Regions from separate parts of the Mus musculus genome. Here region 2 is linked to region 1. A link is a contact called in public HiChIP or PLAC-seq data. All regions are on one chromosome and are shown on one strand. Each heading gives the region's core, a stretch centred on a gene start, on an enhancer-like site or on the middle of the called end of the contact. The rest is flanking DNA. Distances are from core to core; before and after follow the strand shown.

Region 1 (4,579 bases), core at 804-3,303:
TGCATGGTCAGAGCTATGCTCCTAGGATGGTACAGACACTTCAGTTAATTTTAGTGATACATCAAAAAGTAACTAGAAAGCAGTGTTTTTCCATGTCTAAGCTCACAGAAACACCCCAGTTTCTACCCCACAATAACTTCAAATTAAGGTTCAAATGCTGTTAGAGAGAAGCAGGAACACAAAGTCACTCAGATGTCAACATGGTCACAAACAACTGGCCTCTGCTTACAGGTACCTCTAAGGTTAAAAACCTTAGTTATAACCCTTTCTGCTGCCTGGGAGATGCTTGTAGTGAATGTGGCCTCTAACTCTTGGGTTCCCAGTGGTTCCTGGCATGAGATCATAGGTAGTCAACACACTTCCTCTAGCTCACACTGCTACACCAGTCTTGAGTTTTATCTTGTTTTTGGAATCTCCAGAAATCAGAGGTGACCTGTCAGCTAACCATTCCCTGCAAAGGGAAGCTAGGACTAAGGACTGACACTTCTTGAGTACTCTGTGTTCTGGAGGCAGCAGGCCTCCAGCCTCAAGGACTAACATAAAACAAGACCACCAGATGTTTGTTATTGATGATTTTGCTATTACAAGTGGTGTCTTTTATCTCACTTCAAAGGACTGGGCTAAACACTTGGCACTTAGCCATGCTGGCTAAGGGGCAAAGGAACCTGAGACCATTTCCAAGTTCTAAACCAATTACAAAAATAAAGTAAAATATTAAGAACACACACACACACACACACACACACACACACACACGGTACTGCAGGACTCTGTATACGTTATCTATTTTCTTAATAAAATAAACAATTTTCAAGAAGTGATACACAAATATGAACATTAAACAAACAGATAAATTCTGTCTCCTAAAGCTATAGTTTTTTTTGTTTTTGTTTTTGTTTTTTTCAGATCCTTTTAGGTAAAGGAGGCTGACAGTCAGCCCTGGGCTGATTTCCAGGATAACAATCCTGGCCCATAATCAGTATTCTGCATTTCAACACAGCAGAACTGGTTGTCATAGACCGAGAGTGTCGGGGCAGCCAGGAGGTTGCAAAACTAAAAGTAGAAACCCACAGCTCCCTTCCCCCAACCCAGCAACAGCAGCAAGCAGATGGCAGAGGAATTAACCTGCTTCAGACCACCATTGCTGAGAGAGGCTGTAAGTAGATTAAGTCCTGAGCCTCTGCCCCATTTCTGTCTGGAAAGGAAACCACCTGTGTTAAGTCAAACAATCATAGGGACAGAAAGAAACAAGTGCTGTTTTTTCTGCAGGAGACAGCCCAGCCGTGGGAACTTTGCAGAGTGACACAGAGAATCATAGCATTAATAGGAAGCTACTTGACTTGGCTTAAGTGTCAACTACATGTTCTCTTCTTTTATGCAAATAGGATGTCGCTCCGCCCTGCCCCCCATCCGCAGCCCAAGCCTGGGTGCCAACAGGACAAGCTACCACACCAGATACATTCAGTCGTCCTACAGGTGTTTCCAGAAACTTGACCGCAGAGCCCCCTTGAACTATCTGAGCATAAGGGCAGCGGGTCAGGTCAGCGAAGATACAAAAGGAACAAACTGTGTCTCCTGGACCGAAGGGGCGTCAGGAGTCCTGCAGAGAGGAGGGTTTGGCTTTCTGGGGATCAAGTCCCAGTGCCCGCGAGAACTTCGGGGTTTGGCTGCTGTGCCAGGGGTTCGGGGAGAGCTGCCGAAGCTCCGCCTCACAGGGCGGCCCCCTTCTGCCGGCTCCGATCTTGGAACAGTGTTGAGGGTCTTTCTACGACCCCGCAGACAGCCTGCGTATTGGAGCTAACCTCTCTGGAGAGAGGGTTCTCCCGAGGCGCCCTGTGTGGGAGGGGACGACCCACGCCCCCACGAAGCTTCCGCGCCGACGTCCAGAAAGGCCCCAGTGTCCCCGATGCCTGTCCGGGCGCCTGCGGCACTTACACGCTCGTGGGTCCTCCGCTGGGCAGAAACGAAACTTTCTAGGGCCGAGCGGAAGAGTAGGCGAGCACAGAGCCGACTGCCATGAAGCGCCCAGTAGCCCCAGAGCGCGCGCGGACTACAACTCCCGGCATGCCTCACGGATGGCCTACAACTCCCGGCATGCTTCACGGATGGCCTACAACTCCCGGCATGCTTCACGGATGGCCTACAACTCCCGGCATGCTTCACGGATGGCCTACAACTCCCGGCATGCTTCACGGATGGCCTACAACTCCCATCGGGTGCAACTGGACGGTGGACGCTAACTACGACTCCCGGCATGTCTCACGGCAGACGTCACTTCCTGAAACTCGAACAAGCTTCGGATACCCGGAAGTCGTGTGTAGAATCCTGAACGAGTGCTGTTTACTGTTGTTAAGCTCATGCATTGTGACCGATTGGCTTTGAACTGTGCATGAGCTGTAAATATAAAATAATGTGCCCGATTCCGAAACCCCCCAAACAATCTGAGAATAATCTCATTAGTATTTTTGTACTATTACGTTTTATTTATGAAGCTAAAAAAAAATGAACTTAGTATGTACTGCTGGACCTAAGTTCTCAGTTTTTGTTTCCCCCTCATTAACAGACACTTAAAAAACAGTGTTTGAAAATATGTGCTAAAGAACTACCATGCTTAGCTTCCTCAGTCCCGTGTTTGCTTGTTGCTGAGTTGCAAAGCACCCTGAAGCCTGGTGCAATAGAACACTGCATTCCAAGTCCAGTATGGATGAACATGCTAAAGACAGGGGACAGTACATAGGAATGTCAGCCCATGATTAGGTTCGCTTCTTAGCTCTGGCTGGCTCCTCACACTGCCTTATTTTCATCATGTTAGCTAGAAATGCTTGTGTACCTTACAGGACTTAGCTAATAGTGGCATCTGCCAGACTTCAGCATTCCAGGTTCTCAGGATAAATTCATACAGGAAGGAAAAGAAATCTTTTAAGTTAATTTCATATTTTATACTGGAGGTATATGAGACAACATATTAACTTGATGGAGTTGTCAGTTTGTGGATGAGGATAAAAAAAACCTCACGAAGAGAAATGATTCCCCTTTCTGTTAACAAAGGAAAACAAAAAAAAGGGAAGAAGTGGGAGGAAATGACATCAGAAATAAAGATTTATCAATAGAGTGAACTAAGAAAAACTTGCTCTGACTACAGCCTGAACAGCTTTGGGATGTTAAGATTGAGAGTGTGAGGCATGTGGAAGACAACCTTGTGAAGGAATATGTGGGGTGGAGAGCACTGTGCCACAGAGTCCTGATCTGCTGTACATGGTGTCAGATCTAAGATGGCTCCCGGGACACCAGTGAGACAGCAAAAAGGAACTAAGGTCAAGACAGTGGCTGCTTCTGAGTCTTCACAAAAGTCCCTACAGGTGACAATGCTCGCCACACCCCTTCTCTCTGAGTTACCTCATCAGTCACAGCTTTTATTGGGATATGGTGAGATGTAGTAAGTTATGCTTGGCCAAGGATTTAGGGGCTTGGGATTGGCTCAAATACTGTATATAAGCTTATGTGCTTGGCAATAAATGCAGATCTGCACACTGATACTGATCTCTGGAGCTTTATTTACCAGGAGTTGTCACGTGACTCTGTCGCCTCTAAATGCCCATCCTCAGTCCTGTTCCCACAAAAGGGATTTCAAACACCCTTGTTTGAAACTTAGATCCCAAATAAATTTACAGAGAAGAGGAAGACAGGTCTCAAGCAATCATGGGTTATTTAAGGGCAATGATGTATTTTGAGAATTTCATAGACAATTCATCTGGAGTATAGTTAGATAAATTAAGATGACTATGACATCACTAGATGATTTAGTCTTAAGGGAGCACAGTGATATGTGGTCCAACATTGACCAAAATATTGTGCAGTAGATTATTGTATATATTAAAAACCTAATATGTCATACCCTAACCAAAAGCCTATATAATGTTATGTTTAAAACTCAACACAGCTCTGTGCTATAGGTAGGGTTCATTTCTGAACTTCAAAGATGAAATTGAGGCTTTTAGAAGAAAAGGAATTTCAAGCCCACCTGGCTAATGGGCAGAGATATAAACTAGGATGAAGTGTAAGGTGCCCGAGGGATCTCTAACCGACACATTGTAAGATATATGAAATGTTCATCTTCGTGTACAAAGGAAAGGAGGCCAGAAGAGGGCAATGGATTCCCTTGGAACTGCAGTTAAAATGGTTGGGAGATACCATGTGGGCTTTGGGAACTGAATTTAGGCCCTCTGGAGGAGTAGCCAGTGCTCTTAACTGCTGAGCCATCCCTCTATCCACTTGAAAGTTACTTCTTCTGGGTAATCCATAACTATTTTATGTCTTTTAATTTTTTCATTAATTCTTTAAAGTCTACTGTTATATGTTTTTATGTATTTATTTTTGGTTGAAAGAACAGGATCTGAGTTCTGTCTTTGGCCCTGGATGCAGATATAACAGTCTAAACTGCCCCAAAGGTAATAATGTTACCTGAAATTCTGGAGCATTCTGATGGAGTAACCTTATATTACCAGGGAAATCTGGGCCCTCTTTTGTGTTACTAGTTTTATTAATAAAAGAATTTAAGAAGTAACTCAGAAGGGAGCTT
Region 2 (4,579 bases), core at 1,391-3,890, 76 kb after region 1:
GGAGCACAGGCGCGGGGAGTGACTGTCTGAGGCAGGGGGTTGATGCTGAGTGATTGTTTGAGGCGGGGGAATGACTGTGAGTGAGTTTCCGAGGCAGGGAGATGACCTGGATTGAATGTGTGAGGCAGGGGGATGACGCTGAGTGACTGTGTGAGGCAGGGGGATGACTGTGAGTGAGTATCTGAGGCAGGGGGATGACCTGGATTGAACGTGTGAGGCAGGGGTAGGACGCTGTATGACTGTGTGAGGCAGCGCATGAATGTGAGTGATTTTCTGAGGCAGAGGGATAACTGTGTTTGAGTCTCTGAGGCAGGGGAATGATGCTGATTGAATGCGAGAGGCAGGGGCATGAAAATGAGGCAGGGGATGAAGCTGAGTGAATGTATGAGGCAGGGGTTTAACTGTGAGTGAGTTTCTGAGGCAGGGGGATGACTGTTAGTGTGTTTCTGAGGCAGGGGGATGACCCTGAGTGAGTGTGTGAGGCAGGTGGATGGCACTGATTGTGTGTGTGAGGCAGGGGGATGACTGTGAGTGAATTTCTGAGGCAGGGGAATGACTGTGAGTGATTTTCTGAGGCAGGGGGATGACCATGAGTGAGTGTGTGTGAATAAAATAATAAAATAAATAAAATGCAAACACAACACCAGGGCAGGCGGCCCAGTGTGGGTGTCACAGCTGTTTTTGCTCTTTGGAGTCTTTTGTTTATTCCTGCAATTTCCGTTTTTCCCACCAGAGGGAGACTGTCGCTTTTTTAAAGGACAATTCCTTCCTTTTCGCATGTCAGGCACACAGCTCTGAGAGTTGTTGTACCTTGTTAGTCGGTTGATCTTAACTACAGTGTGTTTAAGTACAAACTACACACCAGGTTTTGAAGATAGTAGAATAAAAATGCAGACCGTCCTTTTAGTCTATATAATAAACTAGTTACATGTTAACATATGTTAGGTATGTTAAATATAGCATTAATTTAACTTATTCCCCACATCGACTCCCCTCCCCTCATCGCTCAGAGATTGAACCCTGGGCCTTGCGTATACTTGCAAATACTCTACCATCGAGTTACACCCTTTATCTATTTTAGATGTTTAACGACAGTGTGTCTAGAAAAGGATTTAAAAGTACATATGTGACTGATTTAATATTTCTATCAGATAGTGGCTCTTCCCAGTGTCAAACCCCAAAGTAACTCTGAAGACCATCAAGGATCCAAGGCATCCGTTTGAAGAGGAGCAGGTGGAGAGGAGACTGTGGTGGAGACCGGCCAGCAACACAACCCCACTTAACCCACAATGGGCTCTGGAGTTTTCTTTACTGACACCTTGCGTGTCATTTCTTCCTCTTTGGTGCTGGAATTCTCGGGTTCCACAGAAGGCTCCGGGCTTATATTATTTCACTTGATCAGCAAGGTTCACCATCCCAGGTCTCTCTTGACCTTGAAGACTGGCAGTGGGCTACTTAGAACTTTTGGCTTCCTTTTTTTGTTTGTTTGTTTTTTGTTTTTCGAGACAGGGTTTCTCTGTGTAGTCCTGGCTGTCCTGGAACTCACTCTGTAGACCAGGCTGGCCTCGAACTCAGAAATCCGCCTGCCTCTGCCTGGGTGCTGGGACCAAAGGCGTGCGTCACCACGCCCCGGCGATGTGGCTTTCTTTTCTAAAACCCTTTGACTCGCTCAATTCACTTGTGCCTGGGGATTATAGTGACTCTTAACGGAATGTGTTCAAGGATGAAAAGACAGAACCAGTAGGACTGGCTGGTTGTTACTCAGTAGCCATCACATTCTGCTTCCTCCCGAGAGCTCAAATAGCCTGTAGCCCCGCCTGTGCAGGGGTGATTGACATTCATATGACCAGTGAGTAACTGGATATCGTGTGCATTTCAAAAGCTCCCTTAGCACCTATTCAAGAGTAACCTCGCGAATCAACAACGGGGGACCTGTGAGGCAAGGTCAGAGTTGTAGGCAGTGATCCTCGGTGCGAGGCCGGCCCCACAGCCCTCGTTGGGCACAGCTGGCAGCACTGTAGCTGTGAGAGTCAGTGGTCATTTCACGTGTGGCGCCAGTGGAGGTCCAGTGGCACAGGGACTTGAGTCAATTATTTTGTTTAGGTGGAGAGAACCGTGCATGTGGAGGCAGATGTTTCCCCAAGCAAGGGAAAACAGAATCTGGGTCACTTCTGTTCTCAGAGATTGCCAGTGAGAGGAGCTGAGCTGGTGGCCCATCCATCTTGCTTGGGAATGGCTTCAGTGTCCCCCAACCTGACCTCTCTCATCTGCAGTCAATTGAAGAACTGGTGAACGATCAGCCTTTGCTCTGGGGTCCCACTGTGCGTCCTCTGTTGCTGTCTCTGAGCTTACTTTTCATTTGCATGATGAGCATATTACATATAAATAGTAAAAATCACCATGGGACATCAGGACTTAAACAGGAAGCATGTATTGTGTCATACAGTCTTGTGTGTTGGGAATTTGAGACATCTTAGTGGGGTCGTTTCACTACAGTCTCTCTCGGACGAGGGAGAACGTCTACTCCGTCATTAGGAGATTTGGCTGGAGGTGGGGCTTAATTGCTTTCAGGTGTTCATGCCTCCGGCTGCTCGCAGAGACCTCACTTCCTCATCTCACGAGTCTCTCCACTACTGCCTCAGAGTCCTGTGACATGACCGCAAGCAACAGCAATGCGTGACAGCAAGACAGTAAACTTCTTTCTATACTCTAAGGTCAGCCTGACTCAAGGAAATGACTACCAGGAAGTCTAAGCTACCGTGGACCATCATGAACGCTATGAACACAGTGGACTAATATCAGTTCTGTTCATTGAATCCCAATGTTTTTCATTTGTTTGTTTTGAGACAGGGTGTCCTAGGCTGGCTTCAAACCGCTACTGCTCCCTGAGTGCTGGAACTAAACCACATTTGGTTTGTGCAGTGCTGAGGATGGAACTCGGGGCTCTGCTGGTAATAGACAAGCACTCTACCAACCGAATTACATCAACAGTCCCATTGTGAGGCTTTGTGTACATACTCTGTGTTAGACTCCCCCCTCCCCCCACTATGACACATAGTGAAATGTGTTCTGAGAGGAACAAATTAAAGAGAGAATTTGTTTTGGGTCACAGTTTCAGATGCTTAGTTCCTGACCCTTTGCCGTGTTTCTAGATCTTCAGTGAGGTGGAACACCGTGGTGGCAGGAGTATACGGCAGATACTGTTCACCCCATAGTGGCCAGAAGTCAAAGAAGGAGACAGGAAGGACACAAAGGGGAAGGGGTAAAAGATACATCCTTCAGGGGCACACCCTAAACGACCTGCTTCTCTTATCTGGATCCCACTTCCTGTTTTGGCTGTCTCCTAAGAATGCTCTCATATTACGAATCTACCAAGGAAGGAGTCCAGGATCTGAAGGTTCCAATTCCTTCTCAAATGCCCATTGTCTCGACACCTAAGATTCTGTAGTGTCTGTTTGTGGAAGGCATTTCGTATTCAAACCTTAAAGCCACTGCAGAGCAAACCCACAGTCAGAGGGTGTGGTTGCTAAAAACAGCCGCTAAGGGGACTGCTGGAGCTGGGCTCTGAGGAGGAAGTACCACAAAGGGCTCAGGGACAGACAACTAAGAAGTTTCGAAGCTAGTGTCTTCTAGCTTTCTCTGCTGTTTCCATGTGAACAAATTACGATGACTTAGGAAATCTTTCCATCGCACTTGAGTGCACACCAAAGGCTGGTTTTGATAATTCGTTAGTGTTCTCTCTAAATTTCAGGCATTCTAGAAGGTGTGGTCCAAGACGGAGACTGACACGTATTAGCACGGAGCTCCGAGACTCCAAAGGGATTGAGTGCACTTTGTGACTGTCAACAGGTTCCATTATCAAGACTTTGCAAGACTCCATGTAATTTCTCAAATCTTGTATTGATTCCTTAAAATAGTCACACAGAGGAAGTTTTATGAATTTTTGATGTTTTTGTAATGATAAAGTACTTTTTAAAAATAGAAAATGGGGTTTCTTTTTTGTAGCCCTGGACATCTGGAACTTACTATGTATATCAGGCTAGAATATGCATAAAATTTGATTTTGAGTTTTTCCTGGTTAATTTTTGCATACTCCTCTATAGTAATGTACTGATTATCCCAGCTGTGTAGTAAATTACTCCACATAATAGATATAATAGCACCCATTCTATTCTAATTATGGTTTTATAGAATAGGATTCAGGAAAGCTGGGCTGTTCACCTGTGGGATTTCCCCCTCTTTTCTGTCCTTGCGTCCCCTTTCCTTTTCTTCCCTTCCTGCCCTTTCTTTCCTTCCTTCCTTCCTTCTTTCTTTCTTTCTCTCTCTCTCTCTCTCTCTCTTTCTCTCTTTCTCTTTCTCTCTTCCTGGCAAAAGCCTTACCATCTCCCTGCACAAGTATGCTCCTGCCAAGTTCATCCATCTGTGGGTTTTCTTACACGGTAACAGTAGAATGTCAACTGAATCATCATTATCTGCCAGCCAGAGTGAATTAGATGTCCAAATTGGCGTACTTCCAGGCTACCAGGGACCTTTGTCAGAAAGACTATCATTAAGAAAACAAATAACAACAGATGCTGGT

The links. HiChIP or PLAC-seq counts read pairs in DNA pulled down with a chosen protein or histone mark.
Region 2: a contact with region 1 is called in an H3K27ac HiChIP or PLAC-seq map of microglia, with 5 times the contacts expected there. The contact joins the enhancer-like site here to the promoter of Fyco1 in region 1. A contact is called at or near these places in 1 of 15 datasets of contacts at CTCF or cohesin (CD8 T cells), 2 of 484 Hi-C or Micro-C datasets (bone marrow-derived macrophages and embryonic stem cells), 15 of 115 datasets of contacts at active chromatin or transcription factors (the 230-238 cell line, CD8 T cells, the SCID.adh cell line and 8 more) and 3 of 9 other capture datasets (adipose tissue, liver and pancreatic islet).

Annotation. Positions count from the first base shown.
Region 1 is chr9:123,849,846-123,854,424 of GRCm38.p6, forward strand. Fyco1 (FYVE and coiled-coil domain containing 1) reads right to left here and starts at 2,054. Exons shown (of 18, transcript NM_001110253.2): 1 at 1,936-2,054. It overlaps Xcr1 (chemokine (C motif) receptor 1), which reads right to left. Exons shown (of 2, transcript NM_011798.4): 2 at 2,470-4,579. Gm51700 (a long non-coding RNA gene) reads left to right here. Exons shown (of 2, transcript XR_003948283.1): 1 at 1-1,156; 2 at 1,386-2,118.
Region 2 is chr9:123,925,596-123,930,174 of GRCm38.p6, forward strand. It overlaps Gm51701 (a long non-coding RNA gene), which reads left to right. Exons shown (of 2, transcript XR_003948284.1): 2 at 1,152-3,111. Among named protein-coding and RNA genes, the nearest start is that of Gm51701, 2.7 kb to the left of the region's middle. Within about 2 kb of position 2,641, at least 175 of the 459 cell types and tissues checked have an H3K27ac peak or open chromatin away from gene starts, as enhancers often do. A contact at or near this core is called in the 230-238 cell line, CD8 T cells, the SCID.adh cell line and 9 more, where this site is marked.